2 separate regions of the Mus musculus genome follow, and region 1 is linked to region 2. Evidence: chromatin contacts called from public HiChIP or PLAC-seq data. All regions are on one chromosome and are shown on one strand. The core of a region is the stretch at or near the end of the contact, and the rest is flanking DNA. Distances in the headings are between cores, read along the strand shown.

The links. HiChIP or PLAC-seq counts read pairs in DNA pulled down with a chosen protein or histone mark.
Region 1: an H3K27ac HiChIP or PLAC-seq map of embryonic stem cells shows a contact between it and region 2, with 2.2 times the contacts expected there. The contact joins two enhancer-like sites. A contact is called at or near these places in 2 of 15 datasets of contacts at CTCF or cohesin (the NIH/3T3 cell line and embryonic stem cells), 11 of 484 Hi-C or Micro-C datasets (the C2C12 cell line, the HL-1 cell line, the N1E-115 cell line and 5 more), 26 of 115 datasets of contacts at active chromatin or transcription factors (CD4 T cells, CD4 single positive thymocytes, the NIH/3T3 cell line and 14 more) and 3 of 9 other capture datasets (adipose tissue, liver and pancreatic islet).

What each region holds. Positions count from the first base shown.
Region 1 is chr19:47,490,265-47,495,194 of GRCm38.p6, forward strand. No RefSeq gene overlaps it. Among named protein-coding and RNA genes, the nearest start is that of Gm41858, 7.4 kb to the left of the region's middle. Within about 2 kb of position 3,212, at least 65 of the 459 cell types and tissues checked have an H3K27ac peak or open chromatin away from gene starts, as enhancers often do. A contact at or near this core is called in the HL-1 cell line, the NIH/3T3 cell line, embryonic stem cells and 2 more, where this site is marked.
Region 2 is chr19:47,327,390-47,332,352 of GRCm38.p6, forward strand. The region is part of intron 6 of Sh3pxd2a (SH3 and PX domains 2A); the gene reads right to left. Among named protein-coding and RNA genes, the nearest start is that of Gm29834, 43 kb to the left of the region's middle. Within about 2 kb of position 3,667, at least 223 of the 459 cell types and tissues checked have an H3K27ac peak or open chromatin away from gene starts, as enhancers often do. A contact at or near this core is called in the HL-1 cell line, the NIH/3T3 cell line, embryonic stem cells and 2 more, where this site is marked.

The DNA.
Region 1 (4,930 bases), core at 1,962-4,461, 160 kb after region 2:
GCCGTGTGTGTGTAGTGTGTGTGTGTGTGTTGTGTGTGTGTGTGTGTGTGTGTGTGTGTGTGTCTCTCAGTTTTCTTTTTTTTTTTTTTTTAAGATTTATTTATTTATTATTATATGTAAGTACACTGTAGCTGTCATCAGACACACCAGAAGAGGGAGTCAGATCTCAGATCTCGTTACGGATGGTTGTGAGCCACCATGTGGTTGCCGGGATTTGAACTCAGGACCTTCAGAAGAGCAGTCGGGTGCTCTTACCTGTTGAGCCATCTCACCAGCCCGTGTGTGTCTCTCTACATGCACTTTCAAGCAAACTGTAAACCAGTTTAAGAAGCCATTTTAGGTAGTTTTTGTCTTTTTTGGTTATGAGGCAAGTCTCACAGGTCCGGCTGTCCTGGAACTCTTGATTTAGATAGACCAGGTTGGCCTTGAACTCACAGAAATCTGCCTGCCTCTGGAGCTGGGATTAAAGAAGCTATACCTCTTCTAGGTTCTGTTGGTTGGAAGCCACTCAATCTAGGCTCTGAGAATCAAACTGAGGTCCTGTGGAAGGAAAAGCAGTGTGGACGAGAACTCCTGGCAAGAACTTGAGATGGGAAGAGGCTGGGGTGTTGCTGGTCCAATGCCTAGTTACAGTCCGTTTGGGCTCTCTTTAGCCCCTAAATGGTCCTTCTCTGTCCACCTACCTCTGTGTTGGACCTAACAGCCCATGACTAAGCCCATAACTGACAAAGTCAGGTCCAAGACCTTGTGACTAACCGATAAAAACCTTTTGGGATGTATTAGCAAACCCTAGTTCCACCAATCAAAGGACTCAGAATGTTCTCAGCTAGAGCCTCAGGCCTAGAGTGCTCCCTGTATTGCTATAACCTAACTGCCTAATGTATCCACCTATGTATTTAAAAGCATCTTGATTTAGGACTTTGTTTTGTTACCATAAACACTTCATGAAACTCCTTCCACATTGGAACACAATTTGAGGTCACCTAAATCTGTATTCCCGGGCCATGGTCACTCAGATTTGGCTCCAAAATTAACTATTTCTGGTATCCTTTGAGATAATAGTTGTGTTTCTTGTGTTGGCAGCAGGAAGTGCTCTTAACGGTGGAGCCGTCTCTCCAGTCCATTTCTACATGGAACTCCTTATTTTCGAATGTCCTCTTCCGGCATTTCTTCTGTCACCAGTTCAGACTCCAAAGCAATCCGGAGCCCCACCCCTGACCCCACAAGTCTGACAATCCTGAAGTGTTTGCTGTGGTCTGCCTGGCATACCTTACTTATCATCTTCTGTCTGTCTCAGGTTCTGTTGTATTGCCTGATCTCTGTTTCGCTGCCTTGATACTAATTCCCCTGAACCACTGCAGTAGGCATGGGCTATCTGGTCTACCTGCCCTGTAAGTAAGTTCTACTGCCAAAGATACACACACACACACACACACACACACACACACACACACACACACACACACACACACTTTTTCTTATATACAGATGGTAACCAATGTTTAAATGTTGCTATAAAAAAATTTAAAGCCTGAGGTCAAAACCCTTTTGTACCTCAAAGTTATAAATCATGTGCCTTATGACTCATTTGATGGAAAATTCCAAGTCTGCCTGTGTTGGTGGCCCAACCCCTACTGGAGTGCTGAGACCAGCATTCCCAAGCCAGCTGTCTTTTCCAGGAGAGCAGGTCCCATTCCTTGCCCTTCACCAAGGGCAGGCAAGCCCAGACGCAAGCAGATGCAGCAGGCACAGGCAGAGCTTGCTGACAATACTGAAGTTTCTGGGCTGGGCTGGGCTGGGCTGGGCTGGGCTGGGCTGGGCTGGGCTGGGCTAGCAGCTGCCACTGCAGTATGTAAGTCATCATGCTCCTTCATGTTGAGAGAAGACTCACGCATGGCTCAGAGGTTTTTGGCATCTTCTGAGTTGGAATGCATTGCTCACTTACCAGCATCCACTTGCTCCTGCATAGCCAGGTGCAAGCAGGGTCATACCAGAGTTACAGGTCATTTTCCTTGCTCATTAGTATGTCAAAGGCATACCCTGTGGGACAGGGTAGATTATAAAAGGGTGGACCCTGCCAAGACACTGTACACACACACACACACACACACACACACACACAGAGTGTTTCTGTGTTCTACAACACTTATGTAGAGTATGGGACAGCTTAGGAATGAGCTCTTTCCTTCCACCATGTATGTTCTGGGGGTTGAAATGGAATCATTAGGCTTTGAGGCAACTGCTTATCCCCGCTGAGCCATCTTGTCAACCCCTCTCCCACCGTCTCTAAGGAGTGGTTTCCAATTGTGTTTCTGCAGTGATGCAGGACGGGCTTTTTTGTCCTTGGGAGAATAACCAACAATGTCTCCAGAACCAAACTGTGACATTATGCCGTTCCTTCCCACTCAAAACAGCATTCTGAAACACAGGCGTGTAGAATGACCTCATTCTGAGAGTTACCGGGAATTTCTTCTAACTGTGCCTTTATGAGATTTACTTTCAAAACTCAAGTGCTTGAGACTTGTCATTTCCTTTTTCTTTAATTTCAGTTGTCTCAGGCGAGCCTTTGTCCTCTAGGCTGGCGGGAGGTAGTGGGAGGGTGAATGAGACAGGTTCACCCTTCCCTGAGGATCCATGGGACTCTAGAATTAAACAGCTGGAGAACAGGACAGAGCTACCATCCTTCTGAGGCCAAAGCCTACGCTGATAGAGCAGGGTTCAAACTTCATGTCCCTTCAGGACAGGACATTTGTGGTCCCCTCCTTAGCAAATTTAGGCCTGGAATCTTAGCTGAAGCTATGACCCAGGCTGAGGTCCCGCCCTTCTCAGAGACATCACAGAGCCTCAGCACAGGAGTCCTCCTATCCCCATCCCTGCCATCTCAGCCTCTGCCATCCCCACCCCTGCAATCCCAGCCCTGTCATCCTGGCCTCTGCCACGGGACTGTCAGAGAAGACATTCCAGTCTGCATTGCCTCGGGGTCTACTTATCTGGAAACCCTCCCCAGGCTCCAGGCTTCCAGAAAACACTCCCCAGGCTGTATGCACTAGCAACTCCCCAACTCAGCTCCACACTGCTTCCCTGAGGTAAAGCTTGCCTGCTACTTACAAAGGGCTATGGGAAAACAACGGCTATGCTAACAACTCAGTGGAGGAGCATGCCACTCATCCGAGAGTAAATTCATTGTCCACTTGTTTCAGTATGGCACGGATGTCAGCGGTTGCCGCAGACATCATGCAGGGCCGCCATTATTCTGAGACGCAGAGCTAAGGACATAATAGAAGTGTGTTCCGTGCTCCCTTTCCCTTCCCTCGAGTCCTTTATTCATGGCCCATCCTCAGAATGAAAAATAAAGACCCTCGGCCCCTAGGGTACATTTCCTTGCAGAGGCGATCAAAATGGGTGTGGCCCAGTGCCCCAATTAGCTACACCAGTCCAGTCAACTGGTGAAAATGAAAATCCCAGACTCTTAGGGTGATTAGGCTGGGAGATGTAGATGGCAGCTCTGCTAAGCCTGCTTCGACTCCAGCTAAAGCTGCGGGGCTCGTAAAGCGAGCCCTTTCCCCACAGGCATTCACGGTTTTCTGCATTTATCTCAATGGTGACGGAGTCTGAAGTGTGTCTCATCCATGGGCGGGTAATAGCACCGCTGGTTTTAAAGAGACCAGGCACATCTGTAAGAGGCACATCTGTAATCCCTCACTTCGGAGGCTGATGCAGGGGAATCAGAAAGTCAATAATAGTGAGAGCCTGCCTTTATTTATTTATTTATTTTCCTTCTACTTCTGCCTCCCAAGTGCTGGGATTTTTAAAAAGAGGAATGCATTATGGTTCGTGATTCCAGAGACATCAGTCCACAACAGCAGGGGGAAATCTTGGCAAAGAATGACAGTTCACACTATGGCAACCAAGAAAGGAGCAAGGGAGGAGATACCCTTGCAAGGACCCCACCCCCCTCGTCTAGTGACCTGCCCATCCCCTAAGTTTCCAAAACCTTCCTTAACAGTGACAACGGCTGAGGCTTTAACACATAAACCTGGGAGGGGCACTTCATTCCAAACCAAAATACCCAGTATGAGTAATATACTAGCAACCGGGAAAATTTCATTGTCATCTTAAGATATGCTGTTCCTTTTCTTAGATTGTTCCCAGGAATGGGCTCGGGAGATCTTCTGTATAGCATAGTCACTACGTTTGATCATGGCACAATGAATACCCAGAAAAGACATGTTGTAGGGGTAGAGACAGAGCAGCAGTTAAGAGAGAAGAGCTTACTGCTCTTTCAGAGAACCTGGTTGGGGGGGGGGCGCTGTCTTTAAAGAATATCAGTCAGGCTAGGGAGGTGGCTCAGTGGGTAAAGCACTTGCTGCATAGTCGTGAGAACCTGCATTTAATTCACACAAAGACGGACATGGTAGTGCACATCTTCAGTCGCAGTGCACCTGTGATGAGGCAGGAGGAGGCAGGGGAATCCCTGGAAGCTTGAAGGCCAACAGTGAATCCAACAGTGGAAGAGATCACGTCTCAAATAAGGTGAAAGGTGAGGCTTGCCTTCAAGGTTGTCCTATGGCCTCCACGTGCATGTTATGGCATGCTGTGCACCCATAGTCACACACAAGCGTGCACATGCATGTTACACACACACATACACCACTGCTTTATGTTTTACCACATTAGTGCTGTTGTGAGCACATGGCCAAGTACTTGAAGCAGCATGTTGAGACGCTGAAAGCCGTATGTCTATTTCAGCTGTGTATCACCCGTGCTGACTGGGCTCTGGGATGGTCCTGAGGCTAATGCTGTTGCAAGTGGGTGACTGGCCATTCTTTGCTCTTGGTAGAAGAGATGGCCACTGTCCAGGACAGAACCTTGTCTATGGTATCCATGGTGAGCATCTAGGTGCTCAATTCGGCTCATATTCAAGAAATAA
Region 2 (4,963 bases), core at 2,417-4,916:
GGCAGCACTCTTCACTCAACCCGAGGGAGGTGGGACAAGAACAAGATGCTGAACATGTAATATACAGCTTCCTACTGAATCCTGACAGTAATTGATCTGCCTTCTGCAGAGGAGGGAACTGAGGCTCAGGGGAGTTAAGGTCCTTTCCCAAGACCCCACTGCAAGGAAGAGATGGTGTCAGAGTTGAGCCCAAGCAAGCAGACCAGGAATTGGGAACAAAGGGGGCCTAATGGAGACATCATTTTCTGGTCTTCCCCTCTGGCCTTATTTATTTCTGCTGCGTTCCTCTCTGTAAAAGCAACCAGGTTCCCACATTTTGCCTGCAGCTACAAAGGTCTTCTTCCCCCAGAGTCTTGCCTTTCCCAGAATCCAGGGTACACATGGGACAGCCCAACCTAAGGCAGGAATGTACTGAACCCTGTAGCCTGAGCGGCTGAAAGAAAAACAGGCGGATTGTCTGCTCAGGTGGGGAGATGGGGGAATCCACAGCTTTTAAAGGACCAAGAAAAGGATGCCTTCCCAAGCCAGGGCTTGGACCAGGACAGTTCAGCCTAGGGGATTCAAGGAAAGCAACCATCGGGACCACTCAGCTGTCCCGGGAAAGGGAGGGGCCTCAGCACACCAGAAGCGTTTAAAGACAGGTGGCCACATTGGGAGATGTGTGGGCAGACAGAGGAGCACTTAGTGGGGAAGTGGGTGGGCGGGGCTAAGCATCTGCTCCCAGCAGCTGCAGCTTGACCCCCACAGCCCCTTGGGTGTGGCCTCCCCCTCAGCTCTCAAGTCCTCACCTTTCCTGGAGCTCGGTTGTTTGTGTGCAGCAGAGAAGAAATAAACTCAAGGCTGAGAATCCCAGCATCCCAGCCCCTCCCTCCACCGGGTGGTCTGCCTTGGTGGTCCACCCCACTCACTGAGAGGTCTCCCTGAGGCTATCTACCCACATCTCTGAGCAGTCCCCACCTAGGGCACTGTGTGTGCTCACACACAGAGAGAAGCAGCCATCCCTGAGCAGCCCCCACCTAGGGCATTGTGTGTGCTCACACACAGAGAGAAGCAGCCATCCCTGAGCAGCCCTCACCTAGGGCATTGTGTGTGCTCACACACACACAGAAGCAGCCATCTCTGAGCAGCCCCCACCTAGGGCACTGTGTGTGCTCACACACAGAGAGAAGCAGCCATCCCTGAGCAGCCCTCACCTAGGGCATTGTGTGTGCTCACACACACAGAGGCAGCACAGAAACAGGCCAGTGACTTCAATAAATCAGTCATCCAGCCACTGCAGGCCTATAGTCCTGGATCCACCCACCCCTTGGCTACTCCTTCAGAAGCCAAAAGGGAGGAGGGAAGGGCTGTAGGGAGGAGTCAAGGGCAGCATGCTCACTCAGGACGGACGTTCCCATCCAGGACAATCCAGAGTAGAACATCCCGTCTCTCACTCAGGACTCTGGCTATCAGATCATCAAAGAATCAACGGCCAGCTATTTAGTGAGCACGGTCCACATGCACTGCCGGGGCCCTTCTGCTGATCCAGCTCCACTGGGTATCCTCAGCACAGGAGGACACACACACACACAGTATGTCCACAGGAGGACACACACACAGTATGTATACCCCACTGAGTGATACTGTCTGCCCTGGAAGCCCCCGGCTTGAGGCAGTCTGGCACCCTTGGCTACCTCCCTGATTCCGTCCAGGCCACCTCTACAGGGTGTCCTTCTTCTACTCTCAGGCTCACTGAGGTAGCCTGGGAGAGGTCAGTCAGGGAGTTCCCCAAAGACCTTACGGTAACAGGGCTCACAGGCTGCAGGGGCCAGGTAAGGGCTCTTCTCTGCACTGAAATTGGGGATACCCATTTCTTAACCCAATATTTTTTAATTGCTTATTTGGAAATTTCCCATAATGCACCCCAATCACATGATCACACTCATTTCCTACTCCTCCCAGGTCCATCCCCTCCACTCTTGTGACCTCCCCAAAACAAAAGAAGAAGAAAAAGTACACTGAGTACTACCCATATTCTTGCAGGAGCATGGTCAAACTCCCAGTGGCCAGCCCCTTAAAGAAAACTGGGTTCCTCCTACCCCTGCCAGAAGGTCCCAACTGTGAAGAGCTACATTTCAGCACCCCACACAATTTTTAAGACTTCTCTTCAATGGCTTCCTGTCTAGACCTTTTTTTTTTTTGGGTGGAGGGAGAAGGGTTGTCACAAAAACCTTTGGTGGAGGACTAGCAGCAGAATATCCATTTTTTTGTTTGTTTGTTTTGTTTTGTTTTTTTGTTTTTTGAGACAGGGTTTCTCTGTGTAGCCCTGGCTGTCCTGGAACTCACTTTGTAGACCAGGCTGGCCTCAAACTCAGAAATCCGCCTGCCTCTGCCTCCCGAGTGCTGGGATTAAAGGCGTGCGCCACCACGCCCGGCTTGCATTTTTTAAAGGTTGGTCTATCTCACCTACCTTTGCCCTGTACTGTTCACTGTTTTAACCACCTCCAGAACACCCGCTAGGATTATAATCTTAGCAAATATTTGGCACATAATAGATGTTGAATAAAAACATGCTAAGCTAGGCTAGATACATATCCTAGTGTTAGAACACTTGTCTAGAATGTATAAAGGCCCTGGGTTCCAATCTTAGCATACACACTCAAAGTGTTGTGTGTCTCCAGTTAGTCTTGAATTTCCTTTTGTCTTAACCCTGACTACGATTCTATCACACTGGAAACACTCAAGTGTCCAGTTTAACCTCAGTGGATGAAAGGGGCAGGAGCCTTCTTTGGTCTTCACTCCATTGGTTTCAAGGGAACCAAGGCTCATTTGATGCCTGTGGCCCTAATCTTAATCTAGCCTAGGGATTATCAACTTGTGGGTTGAGACCCCTTTGGGGGTGTGTGTCACATATCAGAAGTTTATATTACAGTTCATAACAGTAAACAGTAGAAAAATTGCAGCTATGAAGTAGCAATGAAAATAATTTTATGGCTGGGGGGGGGGTCACCACATCATGAGGAACTAAAGGGTCACAGCATAAGGAAGGTTGAGACCGCTGATCTAATCCAAAATTGCCCTCCTGAGCCACGTGCAGGCCTTCTGAGGCTGAGGAAAGTCCTTCACCTTCCTGGGCACCAAAGTACAAAGACGGACCCTCAGGCCCAGCAGAAAATCCCAGAAGACTGCATGGCAAAGCCTTCCAAGGGCTCAAAACAACAGCAACAACAATAACAACAAAGCACCCATAAGCAATATAGCTTTGTGGCATGGTGGATGTTACAGGAGACAGTAGTCTATGAAGGTGCAAAGTGCTCTTGTACAGAGACTGGTGGGATCCAGGCCCAGTCAATCCCCTCCTCCACAGTGTCTGCTAGAGGCCCTGGGCCTCTCCTGACTTGGCCCACCCCTGATCTGCAAGTGTTTAGACAGGTCCCCTGAGCTCACAGACTGCCACGTAAACGGTTGTGCATGCATGCACTTAAGACGCATGCACACATCACGGCTGGGGAAATCCCCACAGCTGGCTCTCTCACGTGACAAAGCTTTATCCAGAAAGCAGCAGCCTAGTTGCCTGCAGGACAGGGGTGGGGTGGGGCTCGAGTTAACCCTTCCATACCACAGCGCAGGCTGAACTTCCCACAGGGAGAATGGAGTGAAGTCCAGGTCTCCGGGATTCTCTCTCAGGCACTGTGATCCTCGCTCACTGGGGACAGACTACTTCTCAGGGCCCCGCCCAGGCTTCCCTGTGCTAGCACAAGGCTGTTCTCTATCCTGTTAGTGTGCTCCCTCATCAACTCTGAGAAGTTCTGCTTCCTGGAGCCTCATCCCCAGAGGGGGGTCACAGGCACAGCCCTAGGGAGCATGTCCCGATGCCAGATGCCTAGGTGGGGTCCTACAGCCAGGAATTCAGCCAGAATTCTTGCCCTCCTTCCATGGGTGTGAACAAATGCCTCTGAGAAACTGCTCCAGGGCCCTCCCGGGTCCTCCTCTAACAAGAAGGCTGGAGGAGGCCCCTGGAACACGTTTTCTCCTGTTCAGACACACTGTATCTATTAGCCGGTGTGATCTGTATCATGTCTCTCACACAGTACTCCCAGATATGGAGAAGCCAGATGCCCAGTTTACTTTCTATGTTTCCTTACTGAGATACCATGTAGCCCAGGCTGGCCTCAAACTCATGACCCAGGCATCCCAGTCCCCCAGATGATAGGATTTTTTTTTAATAGCCCCACCCCTGAAGCCTAGAAACACTATCTCAGTGTAGTCCAGACTAGCCTGAAACTCCCTAAGTAGCCGAGCATGACCCAAACTCCTGATCCTCAAATGCTCAAACTCATGGCCAGTGTGTTGACAAGTTTTTATATCAACTTGACATGAGCTGGGGTCATCTGGGAAAGAGTCTTAATCGAGAAAATATTTGACTGATGATTGATGTAGGAGATTACAGGCCACTGTGGGTGGCGCTAACTCCTACGCAGTAGTCCTGGATGGTATAGGAAAGCAGGCTGGCTGAGCATGAGCAACAAGCCAGTAAGCAGTGTTCTCATGCCCTCTGCTTCAGTTTCTCTGCCTCAGGTTCCTGCCCTGACTTCCCCTAGATGGAGTGTGGCCTGGGAGATGAAAGATGGAACAAACCCTTTCCTTTCTAAGTTGCTTTCTGTCGTGGTGTTTTATCAGCAACATCACTGGACAACTTAGCTAGGGTATGTCTTAAAACATAAAATAAAGTTTTTTTTTTTTTTTTTTTTGGTTTTTTCGAGACAGGGTTTCTCTGTATAGCCCTGGCTATCCTGGAGCTCACTTTGTAGACCAGGCTGGCCTCGAACTCAGAAATCCACCTGCCTCTGCCTCCCGAGTGCTGGGATTAAAGGCGTGCGCCACCACGCCCGGCAAAAATAAAGTTTTTTAAAAAAAGGTGTGTGTGTGTGTGTGTGTGTGTGTGTGTGTGTGTGTAGGGATAAACAGCTCAGTGGTAGACAAT